2 separate regions of the Mus musculus genome follow, and region 2 is linked to region 1. A link is a contact called in public ChIA-PET data. All regions are on one chromosome and are shown on one strand. Each heading gives the region's core, a stretch centred on a gene start, on an enhancer-like site or on the middle of the called end of the contact. The rest is flanking DNA. Distances are from core to core; before and after follow the strand shown.

Region 1 (6,342 bases), core at 2,543-5,042:
ACACATGAACTAAAGAGGGGGAGAATGTGGAGTGACTTGAGGAAGACAATGTTGACCTCTGTCCCCACCCCCAGATATAAAGGAAAAGATACTAAATCCATACATCTTATGTCGAATCCTTTTGTTAATTAGGCGTTTGCACCAATTTAGGCAGAAGAATTGAAGCTCAAGTTAAGGGACTTGCCAAGACCTTATTAGGCTGGGAATAGCCAGGCCCCCAAACGCAGATCAACTGGGTTGTGTGCCCTATTGATCTCTGTAGGACAAGCCTGGATTCCAGTCTAGAGGTGCCAGAGGGAAGAGGAAGGCAACGGGTGGTAAGGGAGTTCTCAGACATCTCAGGGCATCCGGGCAATAGATACCCCTTGCAGATTCACCCAGCTCTTAATGGTCACTTCTTCCTCCCAGTCTGTTCCAAGGATACTGGAAGCCTCGAGGGTGAAAGGGGGGTAGGTCAGACACCTGCCCTGCCTGCTTGGCCTCAGCCAGGTCTGTGCAGTATGAAGGGCTATGTTCTGCAGGGGCTGCGTGCCTATGCAGGCCTGCAACGTGTGTGCCTGCACTGGTGTGTATGTTTGTACCCCTAAGATTGGGTGTCTGAGAAAGTGACTCTGTGTACTTGTGGTGTGCACCTGAGTGTGTGCATATGTGTGCACATGTGTACACGCATGCTGGGCTTGAAGCCACAGCCTGTGAGCTGGATATAATAATATATATCATCTTGGCTCTCAATCTGAGTAGGTGTCAGTAGCAGTCTGTCCCTGAGGATAACATGCATGTGACTCTTGCTCTGGTCACGTTAGCCACACGAGCCTCTTTGGGCCTGGGGAGTACTTTGGCTGGGCGGTTAGGTGTTTCACTGGCCTGTTGGCTTTGGCTGATGCCACAGAGAGTGTCACCTACCTTGCTAACTAACATGAGCCCAGGCTGACTACAGTCACTCCCTGGTTCTTAGGGGTTTTTTGCCCTTTGCTTCCTGTCTTGGTGACGAGTCACCAGACTACAGACAGCTACCTGGGTTGTTCCTCCACCCCGGCTCTATCTGCTGTCATGATTACTCAGTTCTAATTGGTCTGTTACTACTGTTCTTTTAAAACCCTGACCAGACCTGGCCCAGAAGACCCCTGAGATGACTCTCAGTTCCCTTCTGCAGTTTCATGTCTGATAAAACTAGACTGCAATACCAATATTGAACAGCAGGAGGCGCACCATCCTCCTACTGGATCTAGCCTGTTTATATTTGATTGACGGGTTTCTGATCTTCATGCCCGAAGGAGGCAAGGAGGGAGACTAAGCGGGTTTTACCAATTTCTGGTGAGAGACTCAAACCTTTATCTAGTGTAGCTGTTCTGGAAGGCCTGAAGACACGTGTAGTCCCTTTGACTACTGAAACAACGGAATTCCCAGGAACTTCCCAAGCTGGGGAAGGAAAAACCTGGAGCTCTGGGGAGACTGAGGGAAGGAACGTTTCTCCCAAGAGGCCAGACATGGTAGTGCACACCTTTAATCTCGGCACTTGGATGGCAGAGGCAGGGAGATCTCTGTGGGTTTGGGGCCAGCCTGGTTCCAGACCAGCCAGGACCACATAGTGAGACCTTGTCTCAAAAATAAATAAGCAAACAAACCAAGAGCCGATGTCACACAGTTCTGACCACTTAGCTAAGATAATGATGGCCGGGCCACACCTTGAACGGGATTGCATTCTTGAGCAATTCCTGGTGGCGCTTGCCTTGTTAAAACCTAAACCTCGTGTCAGGATGCCAAAGGTGGGCTTGGGGTAGTGTCCTCTGTTCCTCTTCCTGGTGTAGCTATACAGACTACATGTCCTTCATCTGCCTTTTACCTGTCTCTTTAACTGGGCTAAGGGGTGGGAGGGGGGAAGCTAGCAGAGCACAGCTTTTCAGGGACAGCCAGAGCCCGTGCTCTGATGCTAACAGCTCCAGTAACACTAGAAGAACACACCAGTCCACTCATTAATGCTACCAACTGAGGCTCTGGGTGCCCAGCCATTTTCCAGGTCTAGGGAGGAACCAGCCTCAAAAGAACAGGGAGCCAGGTCCTGGGAAGTGAACTCTGCCCAAAACCTTCAGTGAAAACCGATGCCTCAGACCCAGAGTTCAGCAAGGTATCTCTTCCTGCAGGGCTGCCCGCAAGGAAGGCACTCACTCCAGAAGCAGTGTGTTCACAGCCTGGTGGAGGGATCTGGCTGACCTAGGGGCGTCCAAGGTCAATGAGATGGGCCCTGAGAAAATGCAGCAGGTGGGCCGGGGCGTGGCTCCACCCCAAGGCTCCTGGAGTGTCTGACTTCCTCAGCTCAGAGCAGGCAGGCAGCTGGGGTGAGGGGCACACTTGACCAAGGGTGCTAAGAGCTGTTCTGTCCTACTATGTGCGTGGAGGAGGTGGGTAGTGGACAGAAGTTGCCCTTCATTTATGGACTCCATGGGCACTGGGTAAAGTCAGAATTCCTTGGGCAGCCCTGAGGCCCTTCCAATGCTCCCAGACTTGGCTGGTTTATGGTGGGAGGGGGAGAGGGTAGGGGGAGTTTGAAATGGAGGCTATTCCAGTCTCTGCCCAGCCCAGCTCTTAGGTTTCTCCACTGTCTTCTTCCTTCTGAAAGCCTTGTCTGGGGCGGGGGAGGGGGTGGAGGAGTGGGGGAGTAGGTGGCTGGGGAGGGTTGCGGGGGGGGGGGGGGGACGGGACCCTGTCTTTTCAGGTCTTCATCCCAGACCCAGTGAGCAAGTGGGCAGACCCTGGCCACAGTTCTCAAAACAGCTCACTGAACTTGAACTCTTGGACAGCAAGAGTTCTGAGTCCAGGCACAAGGCTGGCAGCCCTGGAGCTGGGAGGCTGACGTCAGGGGTCACCTGCCAGGTGGAGGAGCCGCAAAGCGAGGGATCAAAGGAAGGGTTTTCCTACTCTACCCCTGGGGAAAGGGCAGGTCTGCTCCTGCCAGCTGCACTTGCAGACAGCCTGACAGACCCACTTCACAGAGGGGAATACTGAGAGCGCGGTTAGTTCTCCTGGAGAAGATTTCCCTCGATTTCTCGGTTAGCCTGCCTTCCAGAGAAGGGCCCAAGCCGTTAACAAGCCAGAAACAGACATTTCCTGCGAAGGGGCTCCTCCCAAAGAGCCAGCCAGCTAGCAGGAAACCTGTCTAGAAGCCCCACCCAGACTGAGCCTGGCATTGCACCCTACGGAGAAGAGAAACCAGTCACAGCCTAGGAAGGACCCGGGACGGGTAGGCAGGGTTCGCGTGTCCACCAGAGCAGGGTACTGTCACACTCAGGAGAAAGGCACACGCCCAAGCCCCTAAGGGCAAAGAGGGGCTGGACCTTTTGCTTACTTTGAGAAACAAGCCTGAACATAGATCGGCGAATCTGATCCAGGGAGAGGGATTCGGAAGCCCCCAACCCTCTGGACTCTCCGGGACTCTACTTGGAGCCTTCGCAGCACACAGAGGATCGTGAAAAACCAGAGGGGGACCTCCATAGTCCTCCTGCTCCGGAGACCTTGGGACCCGTTCTCCTACATGGGTTCCCTAGGCAGGAGGAACGTGTGCGTCACAGCGCCCCGGACATCAGCCTCCTTCCTTCCACTAACTGCGCGGTCACTCGGGGGCTGCCCTGAGCCCACCCCCTGCAGCTGCTCGCTCCCTCTGGGATTCCTTGGTCATGAGACCCTGGATAGAGAGTGGGGACCAAGAAGGGCCCGGAACTTCTTACCAGTGAGCCCAGGCGGCAGTGGCAGACGGCGGAGCAGGGCTGAGAGAGGCGCGCATCCAGGGTTATAAGCACAGGGCCTGGGGGGGGCAGGAACCTGGGACACGTGGGGACGGGCGCGAGAAAGGCCCCGCCCTCGGGCCCGGCCCCCGCTCCGAGCCTCTCAGGGCTCGAGGCCACCTGCGGGTGGGCGTGGCCCCGCGCTCTCTCCCGCTGGCCCCTCCCTCTTCCCTTGGCGCCCGCACCACCTCCCGGGGGCGCACGGGCGTGGGCTCTTGCAATTTAGGTCCCCTGATCCTGACCCGCTGGTGGCGCCTGGGAGGGCGGCAGAGGTTGGAACCCGCGTGACTAGCAAGGCTGATCGCAGCTGTCTTGCAAGAACCCTTGAAAGCGCTGCAAGGCGGGAGTGAAGATGCAAATTGCTTAGGTTCAGAGGCTGTGTAGCCCCACTCGATTTAAAGACTGAAGCATCTGCCCCTCAGAGGCTCTTGCTTTCCCTGATGCTAGCCCACAAGCCAGAGCTAAGGGTTCACAAGAAAATGCAAACGAGTTGGCCAAGGATGGCTGGGGATGCCATTTTAACGTCCTGGCCTGGCACCTGCCCAGATCGCCGTGGGCTCCCAGTAAATGGTGAATCAAAGCCTGGCTGTCTGCTGAGCCATCAGAAGATGGGGAAGGTTGAGGTTCACAGAGGTGAAGCTGCTGGCTTGTAAAGTGAACCCGGGGGTTGTGGCCCACATGAGCCAGAAAGCCGTGCCAGAGGCTTCCCAGCCTGGCCTGAGCCCTGCAACACACAGGACAGCCCCTGCCCCAGTGAACCTCAACACCCAGGATTACGGCAAGATCATATCCCCCAGGCAGGCCTAGATTCCAAGCCTCAGACGGCTCCATGCCCATGTTTTACCCAGCTTTCCTTACTACTGCCTTGCCCTGAGACTCTGGGTGCCCTCTGGGGTCCAGCCAAGCCCCTTACTCGGTCTCCTGATTTTTGTTCAAGGTCAGAAACAGCAGCTGTGGGGGCTTCTAGGAGGGAGAAGGTGCCAGACACATTTACAAACTTTAGCTGCAGGATTCTTTTGTGCTCCTGGCCCTGTCCTCCAAGCTAAACGTAGCCCATGCTGGTTAGAAACTCCAGAGAGCCAGGTGGGGACGGACGTCCAGGGGACAGCCTGAGGCATCTCTCTGCTAAGTGACACTAGAACAGCTGACCTTCGGGCGTCACTGGACCAGCTCTGGACCTTCCTCACAGACAGGAGACTAGTGAGGTCAATGAAAAGAACATGCCAGCAACTTTTGAGCCACTTTGAGGCCATTGGTCCCCATTTGCTGACTCGGCTTCTTAGGGCTGGCCCAGAAGCTTTCCATCTTACCTTTATGAAATATATGCACAGAGAGAGGGTGCATCTTTCCCAAGGCCACACAGCATGCCCAGAGCATAGCAGAATTTGGGCCCCGAAGCCCAAAAGCCTCTGCTCTAACTCAGGTTTGAACTGAACTGGTTCAGGCAGGAATCACGAACAGGGGGAACCTTTACCCCCTACTACAGAAATGACTCCAGCCCAGAGGACTGACACATAGGCAGGGGGATAGAGGGGCCAGTACTGCCAGCAGTTGACTTATGAGCCCCCAGAGGTGGAGGTGAAGTGCAGGGGCCCAGCTGACTCCTGGACCAGCTATGTTCTCTGCATTCCTCCACCTTCACGGTGGACACTGAGTCCCACCCATCCTCACTCTGCAAACTACTTCTGGATTGGGTGGAACATGACCCAAGAGGGTTTGCCCCTGGAAATGAGTCACCATGACCTTTGACTTCACCTTTCCCCCTTCCTACGACAAGGTCAGGGCTCCTTAAGAATCTAGGTTAGCGATTTAAAAAAGCAAAACAGAACAACTTTCCTATATATCCCTGGCTAGCCTAGAAGAGCTATGTAGACCAGGCTGGCCTTGAACTCTTGGCTTCTGAGCAGCCTCACCTCCCCCGCACTCTCCACATCTTTGGTTTACTCAGACCACAGGACTTTTCTTGCTCCAATTTCCATTCTCATTTCCCTGCATAACCAGTTTGTCCCCTGGCCCTTCCTCTATAAGGAGGTCAGAAGCTTCCAGAAAGTACAAACCAGAACAGGTCACACACACCCTTCTTAAAGGTCTTGGATGGGCCAGCAAGATGGCTCAACAGGTGAAGGCCCTTGTTACCAAGGCTAAGGACCAACCCATTTCTTTAAGTTGTCCTTTGACACCCACATGGGCACCAGGGACACATGTGAACCCCTAAGGGACAAATAAAAGAAACGGGGAGTTGGTGACTCATCACTGCCCCTACGACTGCTCTAAAGGACTGTGTTAGTGTGGGTCTGTTTCTTGCGCCTGTGTTCTGTCATGTTATTTATCTCTTACCATGCTGCTTCTACGATGTCTTGATTCTAGTAGCTTTACAGTGAGTCTTGAAATTTAGGAAATGACCGTTTGGCTAACTTGTTCATGTCCTTGGCATTTCCATAAAATAACAGAAACAGCCTGTCAGAGTCTGTAAAAAGTCTCCTGGGGCTGGGCTGGGCTGGGCTGGGCTGGGCTGGGCTGGGCTGGGCTGGGCTGGGCTGGGCTGGGGCTCAGTTGGGAGAGA
Region 2 (6,342 bases), core at 2,072-4,571, 260 kb before region 1:
AGGGCACAGTGTGCCTCCTGGGAGCACACTCACTGCTGTCTGTAGCCTGCTTTCCCATGGGAAGGAAGCATGATTAGGTGTGACCTTCAGGCACACTACCGAGTCTAGGTCCACAGGCAGTCTCCCTCAATGTTAGCCCTTCCTTCTTGTGTTCACTTCCCTTGAAATGCACCATTGAAAATGTCCTTTGATGATGGATTCTTTGCAGTAAGTTCTTTTTGTTTTTATATGATTGATATCATGTATATTTGCAACAGGGTCTCACCATGTATCTTTGGCTATCCTGGAACTTATAATGTAGACCAGGCTGGCCTCGAACTAATAAAAATCTGCCTGCCTCTGCCTCCCTAGTACTGGAATTAAAGACCTGTGCCACTATGCCTGGCTCACTCTCAATCTTAAAGGTTGGCTTTATGGCTCTATAATTCTAGGTTAAGTGTTGTTTCTTTCTTTCTTTCTTTCTTTCTTTTTTCTTTTCTTTTTTTTTTTTTTTTTTTTTTTTTTTTTTTTTTTTTTTTTTTGGTTTTTTGAGACAGGGTTTCTCTGTATAGCTCTGGCTGTCCTGGAACTCACTTTGTAGACCAGGCTGGCCTTGAACTAAGAAATCCACCTGCCTCTGCCTCCCGAGTGCTGGGATTAAAGGCGTTCACCACCATGCCCGGCCCAAGTGTGGTTTCTTAAATGTTTGTGTCTAGTCTGTTCTCACTGTACAAAAACCAACAGTTACCTGCTGGTCTCTCTAGGTCTGCTCTGTCTTTTCTCTGTAGATATTTATAGAATTTGTTCCATTTTTGATATTCTTCAGGTTTAGACCTAATCTCCAGCCTTTCCCACTCTTCTGGAGTTTGATGAGCTTCTATATATGGAAATTCATGCCTCTCACACCCACCCTAGAATCTGGGTCAGAAGCCTTTGCCTCAATTTGCCCACAGTGGCAGTGGCACACACCTTTAGCCCCAGCATTCAGGAGGAAGAGGCAGGTGGATGGTCTCTGTGAGGACAGCCTGGAAGCCAGACAATACTGCAAAGAATCACTATCTCAAAACAAAACAAAATGCTCTATGCTGGTCACTGAAATCCCAGGAGAACATGCCTGACAGCCATAAAATCGCAGCTTCTCTTGAGCTCATCAGAGTAAGATCACATGGATACAGGGGATTGAATTCTAACGAGCCATAATTTCTCCAAAGAGAGATATGCACGCAAAATGTGTGACCGTCCCCAAAGCCCAGGAGAATGAGATGACTGCTATTCTTAGAAAGCTGAACATGGGCTAGACAACTGTAGAATTCCTGGGAGTCCTAAACAGAGTTCCTTGCAAAGTCTTCTCTAGCAGGAGCTTAGAGTAGACTTCAAGACTGGAGACAGCCCATCTGGATATAGGACTCCTGTTCTATGCAGTGCAAGCACTTTGACCTGAGAGGAAGATCAAGGTCCTTTCTGCTTTTGGGACCATGACAGGGCTCTGCTGCTTTTAGGAATGGGACAGAAGCAAAAATCACTGCCTGCTGCATTCTTCACTGACTCAAGACAGAGGCCAGCTACTGAGGGAGAAGCACAGGGCAAGTTCTGTTTCATCCAAGAGCCCCCACCAAGCACAGACATGCACAGAGAACTGAAGTGCATGATGCTAAGAAAATCAAGGACTGTGCTGGACAAAGAAAACCAGTAACATAATGTCTGTGTCTCACCAAGAACAGAGCAGCAGTCTAGCAGTGCTAGCACTGCACTGTGACGCAGCAGGACAAGAGAAAGGAAAAGACATACTCTAGCAGTATTCACCACAGCAAAAATCACACCAAACCAAACCAGGAGGGCCAGTGTGCTGGCTAGTTCTATGTCAACTTGACACAAGCTAGAGTTCCTGGAGAAAAGGAAGCCTCAATTGAGAAAATGCCTCCATAAGATCAGGTAAGTCTGTGGGACATTTTCTTAACTAGTGATTGATGATGGAGGGCCAGGCCCATTGTGAGGGGACTACCCCTGGGCTGGTAGTCCTGTGTGCTGTAAGAAAGCAGGCCTCTGCATCAGCTCCTGCCTCCAGGTTCCTGCCCTGTTGGAGTTCCTGTTCAAGTACTATTTCCCCCCAGGTTGCTTTCTTTGCTCATGATGCTTTATTACAGCAGTAGGAACCCTGACTAGGCCAGCCAGTGAGAGGCAAGATGGCTCAGCAGTAACTGCACTTACTGACAAGCCTGAATACCTAAGCTCAGTCTCCAAACCCCATATGATTGAAGGAGAGAACAGATTCCCACAATTGGCCTCGCACCTCCACAAGTGCACTGAAGCACACACGCACACATACAAGTAAGGAGTAAATGTAATTTTAGACCCCCCTCCCAAAAAAAAACAAAAACCAGAACCACAACCTTGGAAGGAAAGCTGGAATGGCCTACACAGGCCAAAGTCAGAGCAAGGTTCTTAGTGGGAGGACTCAGTGTCTGGATTCTGATTAAGCTTCTCTCCCCTCCCACCCATATATGTCTGAGTTAGCTTTTCTACTTAATTGTATAACAACCTTTCCAAACTAAAGACTAATTTTGAAACAGTATATTTTTAGAGTAACATTGTTTGGCTTGGCAAAATGACTTCAGAACCCCGCTGGAACAAGTTGCCAGGTACATTTACTGCGCATGGCAGGGGAAGACATGACAGAAGACAGGCCCAGCCCTTTCCTACCATCAGAGCTCAAAAAGAAGAGGAGGCAGAGTCAACCCCAAGTGCCGTCAGTTCTACGAACTCAAGGGGCAAGATGATGTCAGGGTCCAGACAAGAGACAGAAACCACAGCAACAGTTCCAACCACAATCTTTGTGTACGAGGTTGGCAGCTAACAAAAAGCGGCTTCAGCTAACAGCGTGTGACAGCTTTCTTAGGTTTTACATTTGTCTTTTGAGCAACCTGAAATCCAGAGCCCAAGCTTGCACCCACTTCCTTATGTAACTCACATATGCACACCCAGGATTTTCCTGCCCTACATCACCCATGGAAGCTGCCACATAACAAAGAACAGCCAGTGCCTCAAGGCCTCCAGAGTTCGACACACCAGTCACACCAGCCGATCTTAAGCAGTCTCCTACATCCACCTTTCATTCCCCACAATCTATCTCTCTTCATCCCCTCTGGCCCTCAGCAAACCTGGCACTTCCCCAAGGGGACCTGCATGGTGTGGCATGTAGGTAAAAACCAACCAACCAACCAACCTTCCCATGCCCTCAGCCTGCCCACATCAGCACTCATCTCCATAAATTACACACCTGTAGGTACCCAAGAGACACAGAAGGAAGAAAGGTCTTTGGGGCAGGAAGTAGAAGGCAGAAGCATAATTAGTATGCCTAAGCTGAGGGCATGCAGTAGGAAATGATTATGACCTTGCCAGAGTCTCCTTCCTGCCTACAGCTCAGACCCAGACCTCTTTAGGAACACACAGCCTGCTGGGGACAGAGGCTGAATGGTCTGGGGAAAAGGATGTGTTGGAGTGTAAGACTCAATACAGTACTGTACCAGCTGTGCGGCAGCTCAGTGGTCCTCCTGGGGTTCACACTGGGAACAATCCCTTCTCCCACTATGACCTGGTAGGATCCTGTGAGCACCTGTGCTAGCAAAGCCTGGCACCGGGCAGGCTGCACAGAAGCTATGCTTACAGCTAGTGCCCTGACATCAAAGCATGCTGAAGGAGACCGGACCTGGAGGTAAGGGGCAACAGACTGATGACTGAGACAGACGGGCGGGAGCAAGGAGGAAGGAAGACAGTTAGACTGAGGCCAAATACTGAGGCTTTGTATTTACTTCCTCGTGCAAGTCCTGAGAGAGCCACATCAACTTCCCATTCAACCATCCATGTGGAAGCCACAAGGCAGAAGAGATGAGTAAGCACAGGGAGCAAGATTTGAATACTCGGAGCCTCTCATATAGTTTGTGTGCTGAGAAAGGAACACTCAAGTTCAAGTTGAGGGTGCCCACCTTCACCTGTGTGGCTATATGAAAGAAAAGGTCCCTGGACAGAGACAAAAGGAAAAAAAATCAAAACAGTGTCACTAGCCAGAACAGACTATAGTTCTGGAGAAAAACACCAACAGGAAAGGGCCTAGTCAGAAGATCTGACACCCTCAAGACACACCTGGACACCATTTATTTATTTATTTATTTATTTATTTAGTTAGTTAGTTAGTTAGTTAGTTTTGTTTTTTGTTTTTTGAGACAGGGTTTCTCTGTGTAGCCCTGGCTGTCCTGGAACTCACTTTGTAGACCAGGCTGGCCTCGAACTCAGAAATCTGCCTGCCTCTGCCTCCTGAGTGCTGGGATTAAAGGCGTTCGCCACCACGCCCGGCTCTGGACACCATTTTTAACAGGGGGCTGGGTAAAGGCAGGAAATACAGGCACAGAATTGATAAGTAAGAGACTGTTAAGCACAGGGGTAGCTGACTTTGGACCACTTTCTCCTCAAGAGAGTTCTGAGGTGCACACCACAGCTGTGTGGTTCTGTTTTTCGCTGTAAATTCTCTATGCACAGCTAGAAGGTGGATATAAACCTACAACCCTACTAAGTTACCATGCCTCAGACAAGCACATGAACCTGAGAGTGCAGAGGACATTGTACCTCACTGGATCTGACTCTAAGGGTCACATTAAATTCATATTCCATCATCCCACGTGCTAAAACCATGGCTTTCTTCTACTCAGGTACTAAGCAGGCCCAACCCTGATAAATTTCTGACACTCATGGAATGTCTGTAAATGAAACTATTTACATTCTTTTTTTTAAATTATTTTTATTATTATTTTTTTGGGGGGGGTTTCAAGACAGGGTTTCTCTGTATAGCCCTGGCTGTCCTGGAACTCACTCTGCAGACCAGGCTGGCCTCCAACTCAGAAATCCGCCTGCCTCTGCCTCCCAAGTGCTGGGATTAAAGGTGTGCGCCACCACGCCCGGCAACTATTTACATTCTTATTCATCCTGACTTTAGAGGAACTTCTAAAACATGAAATAATGTAGATTTTAAGTTAAAATGGCTCTGAAAAACAGACAAAACTTAGAGAACAGGAAAAAGTCAGAGTAAAAGTTGTAGGAGCCAGTTCTCTCCTTCCATCATGGGGTTTCCAGACTGAACTCAGGTCATCAGGCGTGGCAGCAAGTACCTTTACTCATTGAGCCATCTTGCCAGACTGAATTTTCTCTCTCTGCATATATTTTCTTAAAGCACATGTGCACGCACACACACACACGCACACGCACACGCACACGCACACGTTTAGTGGCATAAGTCTTTAATCTTACTATTTGGGAGGCAGATGCAGGAGAATCTCTGTAAATTCAAAGACACTACATAGTGAGTTTCAGAGCATGTAGGGCTACACAAGGACAAAAAAAACCTTATCTCAAAAAACACACACAGGCATGCAGGGTTCATTTTGAGTTCTCGCCTTAGAAGACACCCTTAAGGGGCTGGAGAGATGGCTCAGCAGATAAGGGCACTGGCTGCTCTTGCCGAGGACCTGTGTTGATCCCCAGCATCCACTCAGTGGTTCATAATTGTCTCTAACTCTAGTCTCAGCAGATCCAATACCCTCTTCTAGCCTTCTCAGGCACTGCATACACATGGTGTACATATATACATGCAGGGAAGACACTCATATACATAAACTAAAAATAATGACCTAAAAATAAAAAATATCCTTATAATTTTCAGTTTCAATAACTTAATGTTCTACCCAGAAGTCTATTCAAATGAAATGTGCTATTCTAGAACTCTGTATTTAAGGATATCTTTTGGTTCCCCTTATTGCTATTAAACACCTCGGTGTGAGTTGGAAAGGAAAGGAGTGGGCTGGAGAGATGGCTCAGCTGTTAAGAGCACTGACTGCTCTTCCAGAGGTCCTGAGTTCAATTCCCAGCAACCACAACTTATTACAGATGACCCACAACCCATCTGTAATAGGATCCAATGCCCTCTTCTGGTGTGTCTGAAGACAGCTATTGTGTGTACATATACATAAGATAAATAAACAAATAATTCTTAAAAAAAAAAAAAGAAAGAAAGAAAGGAAAAAAAAGAAAGGAAAGGAGGCTGCCCATAGGCAGTGTGAGCAGTATCCCACACAGCAGATAGCGCCCTCCGACCATTTGCTCCCTGGGATCCATATAAAGGAGGCAAAACAAACAAATGAAACCCCACACAACTAATTTACAAAGCATCAACCCTAAAGATAAGCTAGGGGTCACTTCTCACTTCAGTCTTCAACTCCACAGGAGAGCTAGACTACCTTTAATGGCTTGAATGTAATAGCAGGACAGTGGTGGCCCTCCCCAGACACCTTTAATCCCTGCACTTGGGAGGCAGAG

The links. ChIA-PET counts read pairs in DNA pulled down with a chosen protein or histone mark.
Region 2: a contact with region 1 is called in an RNA polymerase II ChIA-PET map of memory CD8 T cells, with 39 read pairs. The contact joins the enhancer-like site here to the promoter of Ass1 in region 1. A contact is called at or near these places in 5 of 39 promoter capture datasets (the C10 cell line, cranial neural crest, hippocampal neurons and 2 more), 2 of 484 Hi-C or Micro-C datasets (bone marrow-derived macrophages and nephron progenitors), 2 of 115 datasets of contacts at active chromatin or transcription factors (embryonic stem cells and memory CD8 T cells) and 1 of 9 other capture datasets (embryonic stem cells).

The regions. Positions count from the first base shown.
Region 1 is chr2:31,467,720-31,474,061 of GRCm38.p6, reverse strand. It overlaps Ass1 (argininosuccinate synthetase 1), which reads right to left and starts at 3,792. Exons shown (of 16, transcript NM_007494.3): 1 at 3,723-3,792.
Region 2 is chr2:31,724,375-31,730,716 of GRCm38.p6, reverse strand. It overlaps a transcript of Abl1 not described here. Among named protein-coding and RNA genes, the nearest start is that of Abl1, 32 kb to the left of the region's middle. Within about 2 kb of position 3,321, at least 53 of the 459 cell types and tissues checked have an H3K27ac peak or open chromatin away from gene starts, as enhancers often do. A contact at or near this core is called in bone marrow-derived macrophages, memory CD8 T cells and pre-B cells, where this site is marked.